Linked DNA regions of Bombyx mori: region 2 is linked to region 1. A link is a contact called in public Hi-C data. All regions are on one chromosome and are shown on one strand. The core of a region is the stretch at or near the end of the contact, and the rest is flanking DNA. Distances in the headings are between cores, read along the strand shown. Region 1 overlaps LOC101738597 (mitoferrin). Region 2 holds the start of LOC101738597 (mitoferrin).

Region 1 (6,198 bases), core at 1,701-4,200:
GGCTCGCATCACTTGAGAAGCCGCTTCTAGCAAGCCGTCCGCTCTCGCTGCCGATTCCTGTGCGAAGAAAACGAATCTATACTAATACTAGCTGACCCGGCAAACGTCGTGTTGCCTTAAATAAGATTTCTAGGGAAATTCTACTGTAGAAAAAAAAACCTCATTTAACCACATAATAATACCTCATTATAAACAAAAAAAATATATCCAAAAAATAAAAATAAAAAATAAATGTTTGGGGTGGACAACCCTTTTCACTTAGGGGTATGAAAAATAGATAGTAGCCGATTCTCAGACTTACTGAACATACTATTGATACACAAATAAAACAAAAAAAACATAGCTGAAAAATGTATAGTATTGTATAGCTCTCAAATATATTAAGTGTATAATCTATGATGTATAGTGAGTAAGTAAGACAGGAGACCGGCTTCGTCCTCATCCCTACTACGCGATGTTTGCTGGATGAGTGGTGACACCTGGCGGGGATAGCTGATCGATTGATAGTTGATCAGTAGTCGATCGGCGAGGGCGGGAGATCAAATTCAATTTAAAAAAAATCATAATTAAAGGAACTTGAAATTATAAACTCTAAATAAGAATTTATCGTACTACAATTATAATATTTGATTGCCATCTTGCAATCTTATTGCGGATGTGTGCATAGAATTAAAAAAAAAAATCGGGATGGAAAAATAGGGGTTGATCGTATAAGAGTGAAAATTGAGAGTAATATGATTTTTTTTATTTTAAGTCATGACAAAACAAAATAAAAAACTTGCCAAAAAAATTAAAGTTTATAATTATCAAATAAAAAATAGGGGTTGATTGTAGAGGGGTGAAAATTTCAGAGTAATATGAATTCTTTTATTCTACGTCATGACAACATAAAAACAAAATTCTCGCAAAAAATTTTAAAGTTTTTAATTAGCAAATAAAAAATAAGGGTTGATCGTAGAGGGGTGAAAATTTAGGGCTGTATGTATTTTTGTATGTTGTATCATAAAAAAATAGAAATTAAAAATTTTGTCTAAAAAATAAAAAAATAAATGTAGGGGTGGACTACCCCTAACATTTAGGGGGATGAAAAATAAATGTTGGCCAATTCTCATAGATACCGGATAAGCACAAAAAATTTCATCAAAATCGGTCAAGCCGTTTCGGAGGAGTATGGCAACGAAAACTGTGACACGAGAATTTTATATATTAGATATATAAATCTGTAGTGGTTTTTACGGATTTTCCGTTATAACTACTGAACCACGAATCCGATTGACTTGAAACTTGGTATCCATGTAGAAAATACATGTACTTAATGGATAGTCTAATATTTATTATGAGTGTTGGACTCCCTACACCAGTTGCGGGGGCGTTAATGATGAGAATCTTTGTGGGGGTGAGAAATAATAATGTTAATTTTAAATGCCCAGCGAAGCGAACGGGTACAGCTAGTATCTTATACGATCATCATTCTCCTGCCCTTCTCCCAGTCAGCTGGGGTCGGCGCAACATGTTTTCTCCTTCCCTACTCTTCTATCATAATATACCATTTCTTCGCTCACTCCCCTCTTACCCATATCGTCTTTCACGCAATCCATACATTTCTTCTTAGATCTACCTCTTCCTCTATAGCCTTCCACATTCATACTTAACACTCTCTTACGAACCTCATTTTCATCTCGTCTCATCACATGTCCATATCATCCCAAACGCGCACTTCTCAACTTCTCTGTCACGGGTGCCACTTTCATATTTCCTCTAACTTATTTAAGAGCAACATAATAACTTATACGATATTTATTAGTATTATTACTTATTAGTATTACTGGTGGTAGGACCTCTTGTGAGTCCGCACGGGTAGGTACCACCACCCTGCCTATTTCTGCCGTGAAGCAGTAATGCGTTTCGATTTGAAGGGTGGGGCAGCCGTTGTTACTATACTGAGACTTTAGAACTCATATCTCAAGGTGGGTGGCGCGGCATTTACGTTGTAGATGTCTATGGGCTCCAGTAACCACTTAACACCAGGTGGGTTGTAAGCTCGTCCACCCATCTAAGCAATAAAAAAAAATTGCTAGCACACTTAAAATTTAGCAACGAAGAAGTTTAACCTATCAAACACTGATTCTATCTTTATCAAATATTGTTACTATTATTGAATATTTTCATTTATCATACAAATTGCACAGTTGCGACACTTTTAACCCTTTGACCGCCATATAGGTCACCGATGCCCTACGTGATGCGCACTGAAGTAATTATGTCGATAATTCTGGAACTTCCCCGATAGTACTAGTTGTTTTGATATCCGTTTCCGCTATTCGATAACAGATGGCGTTACATCCAACATGTAGATACATCCGATAATAGCGAAGCTCTCATAAGTTAGTAGCATTTTTTGCGTATACATAGATTGTATCTTCCACTTGATATTAAGCTATGGTTAATATATTACGCTTAGTAAATATAGACATGATATTTGTATTTATATTCGAAATTTTGAAACTATTTAACGAATCTTAATTTAAGTAAATTTAACATTATTAATTAGTGAGACAACTACCATGAGTCTCGATCGACAGTCTTGCACATTTCGACTTCGAAGGCGTACAACACCCTGTACAAAATGTAGGTAAAGAAAGAATCTTTTTTTTATGATTGAAAGATTACTGGTAGCCCGGAGGCCTTTCCAGTTTCACCAGGACCAGTTGGGCGAGCAAGGGCTCAGGCAAGAGGGGTGTGATTTGCTAACAACCGCCTGATCGCCTCCGAAGGAGACCTAACAAGTCAAGAGCAATTGCTTCGCGAATGAATCTACTACCGGATCGGAATCGTGAAAGAATCTACGACAGATTATGTTACAGCAAGCAAAATCAACCTCAACTCACCTGTGTATTGAGCACAGTTTTGCATACATCAAGCGGAGTGGTCGCGGCCGCAGCGAGCGCGCCGGCGGCCGCGCCGCTGAGCGCGTGCGCGCGCGGGTCGTACTTGCGAGCCGGGTTCAGTACGCTCTGACACCATTCGTACGTGACAAAATGTAACGCCTAAAAAACAATGCAAACAACTTATATACACCATTAATCTTACTTTACTGGTGGTAGGACCTCATGTGAGTCCGCACGGGTAGGTACCACCGCCCCGCCTATTTCTGCCGTGAAGCAGCAAAGCGTTTCGGTTTGAAGGGTGGGGCAGCCGTTGTAACTATACTGAGACCTTAGAACTTATATCTCGTACGTTGTAAATGTCTATGGGCTCCAGTTACCACTTAACACCAGGTGGGCTGTGAGCTCGTCCACCCATCTAAGCAATAAAAAAAAGAAATACTGTTTGGTTTAGCTATTTAACTTACTTAATCAGTCAGGTGTTCACGAATGACAAATCATGATGTTGCCGCTGGTATTCATTTGTTTTTTTTTTCCCTACCTATTTTAGTAGCCTCGGGGGTTCATTCCAGATTCGCCGAATTAGAAGGTGAGCTCACAGGACTCAAACCTGATGACGTTGCGAACATTAAACCCTAGCAAGAGCAGTGCTTCGCAGAATCTACCACCTAATCGGACGCGCGGCCCACTGAGAAGATCCGGCGAGAAACTCAGTGGGCTGTGTCTGTGGGTTAAAAATAACAACTATGACCCGAAAGTGAGGCCTCCGACTCCGACAATAAACGCCGCTATTTATCCCGACGATCTGAAACGACGTATTATGGTACGGTAGTTAGCGCTCTTGACTATTGCACCGAGGGTCGTGGGTTCGATTTCGACATCGGGTAAACATTGGTTTGATGAATATGTTTGTTTACTCTTTTTTGAGGTAGCCTCTCAAGGCTATCAGCAAAGGTAGGAAAAAAAACTGCTCCATCGAGCCACTCAAATTGAAATTAAATTAATCTATTACCTGGAATGGTACGTTCATGGCTATCTGGGTTCCGTATGAGCGATAGAAGGCGCGCAATCCCTCCGCTCTGTAGACGTGCCGCGCGCACTCCCAAACACCCCTATACGGAGAGTTCAACATTTGCAACCTCTGCTTTACAACTGCAAAAAGAAAAACATAATGATGACATAATGAATGATACGAAACCACATTCTAGTTATTTGCTTTTAAACCAATACAAAACGTTTATCTTTTATTGTATATTTATTGTTGGAGATCTATCTTCTAACTTCTTTTTTTATTGCCCTTGTAGGCAGACGAGTATACGGCCCACCTAATGGTGAGTGGTTACCGTCGCCCATGGACTTCAGCAATGCCAGGGACAGAGCCAAGCCGCTGCCTAACGTTAAGTACTCTCCACAAGCCTCGTTTGAAGAAAGACATGTCATAGCGCTCGGAAAACACCGTGGAGGGGAGCTCATTCCATAGCCGGATGGTACGTGGCAAAAAAGATCTCTGGAAACGCACTGTGGATGAACGCAGTGGCTCCAGGTAGTATGGATGAACTCTACTCCGGTGGCGGGCAGTGCGATGGTAAAAACGAGATGATGGTATCATTTCAAACAATTCCTCAGAGCACTCCCCATGGAACATACGGTACAAAGTACAGAGGGAACCGACGTCCCTCCAAAGACCCAGAGGTTCCAACCGATCCGAGAGAATGGGATTATCGACAATCCAAACGGCCCTCTTCTGTATGGAGTCAAATGGAAGAAGCTGGTATTTGGGAGCTCCGGCCCAAAGATGGGAGTAGTACTCCACGCGAGGCTGGACTAGTGCTTTATAAAGCAAAAGTCTTTGCCCAGGCTTGAAGTACCGCTTCGCTCTGTTGAGGACTTCGAGCATTTTGGGCGCCAACTTAGCTTTTCCTTCCAAATTACTCCGAAATTGGACATCTCTCAATATGTTGACCCCAAGTATCCCGATACTCTCGGAAGGTTGCATGGATACTCCTTGGAATTGCGGCGCCATGACAAAGGGGTCCTTCTCCGAAGTGAACGCGCAAACTTGTGTCTTGAACGGGTTGGATTGAGCCAAGTTCAGTTCACCCCATTCAGAGACTCGCAGACCCCCTTCGGAGATTCACAACTTTTAAATTAAAGTTAATATACGCATTTTCATTTAACTTAAAGCTTATTTCACTATAGAATGTTTCATTCGCCGTACATGTCGTTTGTGAGTAGATGTCACGTACATAACTAACTACTTTGAATATCAGTCGGTCTCAAGATCAAAAACACTAAATTCCATGAAAATCTTTAGCGTAATGGCTGACTCATATTAAAGCTAGACATTAGTTGTGTGCCATAACAGTTGATCTGACATATTCGATATTATTATTTTTTCCCCTACCTATCCGCTGGTAACCTAAGAGGCTATTCGAGATACGTCCGGACGGGTAGATGAGCTCACGGGCTCAACCTGAGAGAATTTGCTAACACTAGCCCTAGCAAGAGCAGTGCTTTGCAGAATTTACCACCGGATCGGAATCGCGGAGAAGATCACTGGTGGTAGGACCTCTTGGGAGTCCGCACGGGTAGGTACCACCACCCCGCCTATTTCCGCCGTGAAGCAGTAATGCGTTTCGGTCCGAAGGGTGGGGTAGCCGTTGTAACTATAGTGAGACCTTAGAACTTATATCTCGAGGTGGGTGGCGCATTTACGTTGTAGATGAATATGGGCTCCAGTAACCACTTAACATCAGGTGGGCTGTGAGCTCGTCCATCCATCTAAGCAATAAAAAAAAAAATTAAAAAAAGATCCGGCAAGAAACTCAGTGGTCTTTGTTCTCTAACATCGACACGTGCTAATCACGAGTTTAACTTAGAAAAGTTGGATCTTGCAGCAATTGCTTACACCTGCAATATTAGTTCGATACGAACATACCGGGCGTTTAACATATTAGTCAATACATCACGTTCCAAAGTTAATATTAAATAAATAAACCTATATAAAGTTGTTGTTTTTTTTAATTACATTCAAGATAAGCGCGTGGCCAGGACGTGCCGATCTCGACAAACAGATGACCGATGTCCTTGACACAATATTTATGAGTGCTGTTAGTTTCGTATTCATTAGACAAACTATTGACTGCAGGGTTGATAACGCATTGAATCCATCAAACAAAAAATCATAAATCTAATCTTTGATATTTATATCCTCCCCTCCTCGGCAAACGATAGAAAAGCCAGAACGTCTTTTTTTCACTTTTGGCTATAAATAATTGTTGACATTGTTAATAAATCTGTAAGTTTTTAGTTA
Region 2 (6,198 bases), core at 2,157-4,656, 55 kb after region 1:
TGAAGCAGTAATGCGTTTCGGTTTGAAGGGTGGGGCAGCCGTTGTAACTATATTTGAGACTTGTATTTCAAGGTGGGTGGCGCATTTACGTTGTGGATGTCTATGGGCTCCAGTAACCACTTAACACCAGGTGGGCTGTGAGCTCGTCCAACCATCTAAGCAATTAAAAAAAAAACATATTTTTTTTAAAAAAAACAACACTTTCTTTAACAATATGAATATGAGTATTTTTTACACTTCGTTCATGCCAAAATTAATTTCTTATTCAATAAATTCTTATGCGTGACCTATAAGAAAACACATTGTAAAAGAAAATATGTATTGTTTTTGCTACAATTTCGATATGGTTTCTTAATGCGGAATATTTAATTAATTAATATTTAGAGGTCAGAATCAGACCCCAATTCTTACCTATCTATATCATACCTCTAAGTTTTCCCAAATTGTACTAATTTGTTGATATATAAGAAAATTTTACAGTCAATTGTTTTTTTTACTGCTGTTGTGTGCAGACCAACACATAGTCCATCTGGTGATAAGGTAGCATTGCTCATAGATATCAAGAATGCCAGCAGCACAGCCAAGCTCCTGCCTGTGTTGTGCAATCAATACTCCAAAAGTAACTTCAATCAACTCTCCGATTACTTAACTACACAGCAGAAACAACATTAAAATCACTACATGATATGTCACAAACATATCTAGAACAGCTTTTGCAATCTCATTGTTATTGATCAGTCATATATAATTAACAACTTCAATTCAAGGCTTGAAATTCATATGTCCACTCTTTACGCAGAGATTAATAATTAACATACATTTTACGCTAATAAAAGTTTTCTAGTTTTTACATATTACTGGTCCTGAGTGGCTGAAACTATGAAATATTATGACAGTTTATGCTACGCCTATGTCGGAGGTAACTAAGAAGAAATATTTTTTTATTAATCCACCCCTATGGGGGTAGGAAATAAAAGGAACTGATGTAGTGTGGAAGTCACTATCTTTAAACTCAGTAAACATTCCACACCCTGCTTTACTTTAGAAATTACTATTTACATAGATACACATCCTGTATTCTTTTAATTTAATATTTAAGCGGGTGAATAATATGCATCAAATTTAATATTAAAGCTTCTATAAATTTTAGAAATTTGTCATTATTGTGTATATTCACTGTGATATACTTTCAGAACCATATCCTAATCCATTCCTTGAAAGCCAGGAAGGTGTGCTAGTAAAAAATTTATAATATTGTAATATTTATATTATGTGACTTCAGAATAATAGTAACTATGAAATGGAATAAAAAATTGCAGATTTACTAAAAACTTCTTAATCTGCAATAAAATGTCACCTTGCAACAAAATATGTGTCTATGTACTAATCATACTAACAATTATTAATATTCTCAATATATGGACCTGAAAATAAAATACTGTGAACTGATTCGCCTCAAGTTTCATCATCTCCTTTACGACCATTCATATTCTCGTTAGCATAGCGTACATTGCAATCACGAATAGGAAATGCTGATATGGCTATTTCTCCATCATAGCATGCATTACAGTTTAAAGTGACATTTGTTTAACCAATTTTTTTAATATTTTGTCTGAAAGTGAGCAATCGAATTCACATTGAAGTCCTCTGTGTCTGGAGTCTGGCTCCAGTAACAAAAAAAACACAAGTAACAACAACATCATATGGACTATGAGATCATCTGCCAATCTTTACTAGTAATTTAAAAAGTAAAAAAGCTCATCATATTAATTTTCCTCTCACATTCCAACTCTTATCAAGATTACCAGTAATAGACATATAGTAAGCATTGGCATGCCAATATTACTTACTTCTGTTCACCTGTCCTGTGTAAAAATGGTTGCAAATATATGGCAATTTCATCATCAAGTAAAATCCCCTGGACAAAAATACAAGGTGGTTATAAAAATTACAAATTTGTTCCATTTCCTAATTTTTTTTAACATATATTGTTCACTGATCCTAGGAGGTATGCGGGCTTTGTGGAATTTGATGGTCTGCAGATGTTGGAAGCAGACCGCAGGCCCATAGATATTCTTAGGGCTTTAACCACCAAACAACTCTCTTTGCAATCTGTTACCGGATGTTAGATCTCTGCCCAGGGTAATGGTAAAACATTACTGAAATTCACACCACACCTTACACCTTGATTCTCTTTACTTTTGTATTGTAATTTGTGTAAATTTATATTATTATTTTCAAATACAAAAAAGTGGCTATGCTGTTAATAATCTTTTTTTATTACATCGGTGAGTGGACTCACAAGCTACTCAATTTTGATTGGTTGCTTGAGCCAATAGACATCAGAACATGAATGACACCCATCTTGAACCATGAACTTGAAATATTTATTACATTGTATAACAACCATCCCACCTTTCAAACAACAATGCAAAATTATTTTGCGGCAACTAATTGCCATCCAGAAAGTGTTCTTATTTGACATACATAAAAAATATATTTTAATGATTGATTTTTTTTAAAGGTGTATCTTGATATTATAATCCAGATGCTAATAAAGTTTATTTATTAGTTTATTTATCTAAATGTATTAATTTAAATCTGTGTCAAAGGCGATAAATGTTTTTATTGTTTTTATTATTTTTATTATTATTTAACATATTTTTCTTAATATTAATAAAAAAAATACAAGAATATTTCAGTTAATTTAAGACTCCAAGCCAATTGAGACTATCAAGGATATTTCTATATTAAATTGACTATTTCTTATTTAATCAGTAAGGCCTATTTGGAACCGACAATTTCACTGAATAGTGCAACAACTGGATAGAACTTATATGTTAAATTATTAAAAAGGGAATATTTACGAAAAGAGTCTTAAATTATATACTGCTGGCAGGTCAAATCGTGATTACCACATGTCATCTGGATATAGTTTCGGTGTAGGAAAACTTTTACATAACCACAAATCATAAAACGGTGGCGTAATAGTACGAGGGGCTGTCAGACTAGGTTAGGTTGACGAATGAGGACTAGCCTGCTAGACCTGGGCACTTAATCTCTCTTACCTTAACGGAGTCCAGCGGGTACATTATGCAATGCTCCATAACACCCGCTATCGCCCCGGCAGTCATGTGCGTGACGAAGTTTTGGGTCGGAAGGGTTTCATAGTCCTCAAAGTTCATAATCCTCACTAAATACTGACACTTGGCACGAAATAAAAACAGGGACTCAAGTCTTTCTATGAAGTTTTTACTATTTTACCGCACTATCAGTACCATTTTCGCTATCTATTTTCGTAACAAGACATCCGAAATTTAGACCTATCAAATTTTTTTTCCACAAACAGAACTTCACATGCACTCGCGACTTTAGCGGCTCCACAGAATAAATTAAATAATTTTAATTTTCCTTCTCCCCCTACAAATCAATGTTGCCATACACATTCTGAAAAGTTAAGCAAAGGACTACTACCGTTTAAAAATTGACGAAAACCAATAATCGAACAAAACTCATTGGCATGATGGTCTTATTGATGATTGATTCTCATAATTTAATTTTTTTTATCAAGTCTGTGGGATCTTTTCCATCAAGACCTTCAATTGTGTGGCAGCACTTGGATTTTGTTCATAGATTAAACACATAATATATTTTGTTCGGTTTGTCTCTGAAGTATTTTGTATTGTAAATATATTTTTTTTAATTGTAAACTAAAAACTATTGTAATATTAAAATACTATTTAAATTCTTGAATAGTGCAAAATGAATATCTATAAGATAAATAACCAATCTGTAACTAAACAAATTTTGAATTTCTTCAACATATATAAATCGCCGGTTTTTAATCATATGATAATGGGTCGAAGGTAAAAAAATCTACGGACACAAACGAATTTGTTTCTAAATTCTCCATAGATAATGTATGGTAATATATTTTGAGAATGGCAATTGGCTTCTTGCATCGCTATTGTCAAATATTGTCAAATATTCAGTTATTTAAATGATATTGAATATTAACAAGTCTAAACAAATTTCAGTGATTTCTAATTATTCTAAGAATATTTTAGGAGTACAACTTTCGTGTTAAAATGATACTATTCATTACCATGCAATAGGAGATGACTGACAAAACCGGCGCATGCGCAATGTAGGCGTAAGGTGATGGTTTGCTTAATGGATATAAAATTATTAATAATTGGGAATTTAATTGTTTTTATAATCGAACAATCACCAATAGTCGAACAAACGATAATTGATCAAAATTTATTAATCTGAGCGATAAAAATAAAGATATCAAGTAAAGGAGGCCAATTTAAGGATGATCATTGTTTAATTAATTATAAATAAATTAAAGACGGACAAACCATTTTTACCTTCGAACATTAACGAACAAACGATTAACAAAAAATTAAAAAAAAAAATATCCGAAAATCAAAAAAAGGGGTTCAAATTCAGTGAGTTAATAAAAGCTTAGTAAAATGGTGGCTATTTACTGAAACTTCAGTGGACTGTTTCAAGGAGCCCGAGAAGCCATGTCCAGTGACTTTGTTTCGCACACTTCGGCACTTTAACAGACACGAAACAGACTTTTTGGCGGGAACGCGAGGAGTGAAGTTGTGTGATTTTTTATTTTGTCTATTTTGTGTTTCTTCAGGTTTAAATGTGTAATAACGGTGGTTTATTAATTGTTCAGTATCTGTGAAAGTGCACAAATGTGGGAAAATGAAACAAAGCTGCTGAACGTATCTTCTCGGGATCCTCCAAAAAGTCCACTGAAAAAATCTTAGTGACTTATGAAACGAAATTAAGATTTGTCTGAAAAGCTAGAAAAAATTATAGGAACAGTTTCATTTTGTTAATTTATTGTTTCTTCAGATTTAAACATAGGTATTCCGATTATTTGCTGTTGTTTTATTAACCATTCAGCATCTGTGAAAGGCAGGCAAGTCTAGGAAAGTGAAAATTAGTTATCGGACGTAGCTCCTCTATACCTTTTAAAGCATTACCAAAAAGACAACACAGTGAATTCGCAGCGACATAATATTAGAAACTTGAAATGGAGCGAAATGAAATATTGGTTTATCTGAAATGATTCTGAGACGAAATTTAATGAAATAAAATGGGAAGAGATGCCATAAAATAACTTTCAGCTTAAAAAGTATTTGTAAAAATATACGTAACTAACGGATGTCCAAGAATTGTTTCCACGACCAAGGGATAAAAATCAAACTTGCTAATAGTAGGGCTTTTTTGTAGCGCGTACGGGTAGGTACCATCACTCTGCCTATTTCAATCGCGACTAATAATGCGTTCTGGAATAAGCATCACTTATATCACACAATTTTATCTTTTGGATGTAGGTATTAATGTTGGCCCGGAGGCATTTACAGTTTCAGGACACGTGGGCCAGCACGGGCTTAGCTAAGAGGGGTGGGACTGGCTAAGAGCTTCCGAAGCGCTTCCAAAGGAGACCTATCAAGGGTAGCTTCCCGAATGCATTTACTACCGGATGCCAACCGCAACCCACTGAAAAGATCCAGCGAGAAACTCAGCAGACTGATGTATGGGTTGGGTTGCATGTCGAGAACTCTTAGGCAAGTTCGAAGAGTACGATTACCAGGATCCCTAAGTCCTAGTGCTAGAGCTGCAGGCGTCTAGTAATAGAGTTAGTGTATCGAATGAATCCATAAGAATGTGTGACTAGGGTAACGGGCTCCGGTGTGAACCAGAGGCGGAGAGTAGTCAGCAGCGGCAACGATGTAGCAATTATCATGACGCACGACCTTATCGAAGTACTGTTCCGACGCTGACTTTAGCTATTTCCTGATAGATTCAAGGCCTAGATCGCTGTGTACGTTCCTCACGATCTATGATGCTCAGACGGCTGTCCCGCAAAACGTGATTGGATGGGTTGAAGGGTGTCTGTGTGGAAGCGGCCGGCGTGAGCGAACACCACACTCGCGTATGTCATTAAGGGCCATATGCAAAATGTCACATTGTTGCGTAAGGGCATTTTACTCCGCTTTCAAATCATGTGGTAAAGTAAGCAGTGAGTCTACTTAATTAAACAGAATTTACCTAATTATTTATATATTTGTGTTAAGAGAAACTTTAGTAGTCTATAGGTCGGAGGAGGGCGTCTGTCCAGCTCCGGCCCTTATTAGGAGGCAGTCTCCTCCCAATAATGGTCACGGGGCG

The links. Hi-C and Micro-C count contacts between places; a contact is called where the count stands out from the background.
Region 2: a contact with region 1 is called in a Hi-C map of whole pupa, with 1.9 times the contacts expected there. The contact joins the promoter of LOC101738597 here to the enhancer-like site in region 1. A contact is called at or near these places in 3 of 7 Hi-C or Micro-C datasets (an unstated tissue and whole pupa).

The regions. Positions count from the first base shown.
Region 1 is chr26:7,072,466-7,078,663 of ASM3026992v2, forward strand. It overlaps LOC101738597 (mitoferrin), which reads right to left. Exons shown (of 8, transcript XM_004922024.5): 5 at 3,898-4,037; 6 at 2,889-3,047; 7 at 1-57. Among protein-coding and RNA genes, the nearest start is that of CYP340A3, 26 kb to the left of the region's middle. Within about 2 kb of position 2,951, at least 3 of the 8 cell types and tissues checked have open chromatin away from gene starts, as enhancers often do.
Region 2 is chr26:7,126,925-7,133,122 of ASM3026992v2, forward strand. It overlaps LOC101738597 (mitoferrin), which reads right to left and starts at 3,407. Exons shown (of 8, transcript XM_004922024.5): 1 at 3,069-3,407. The coding sequence starts at 3,185. It overlaps LOC134201485 (a long non-coding RNA gene), which reads left to right and starts at 3,948. Exons shown (of 4, transcript XR_009976817.1): 1 at 3,948-4,158.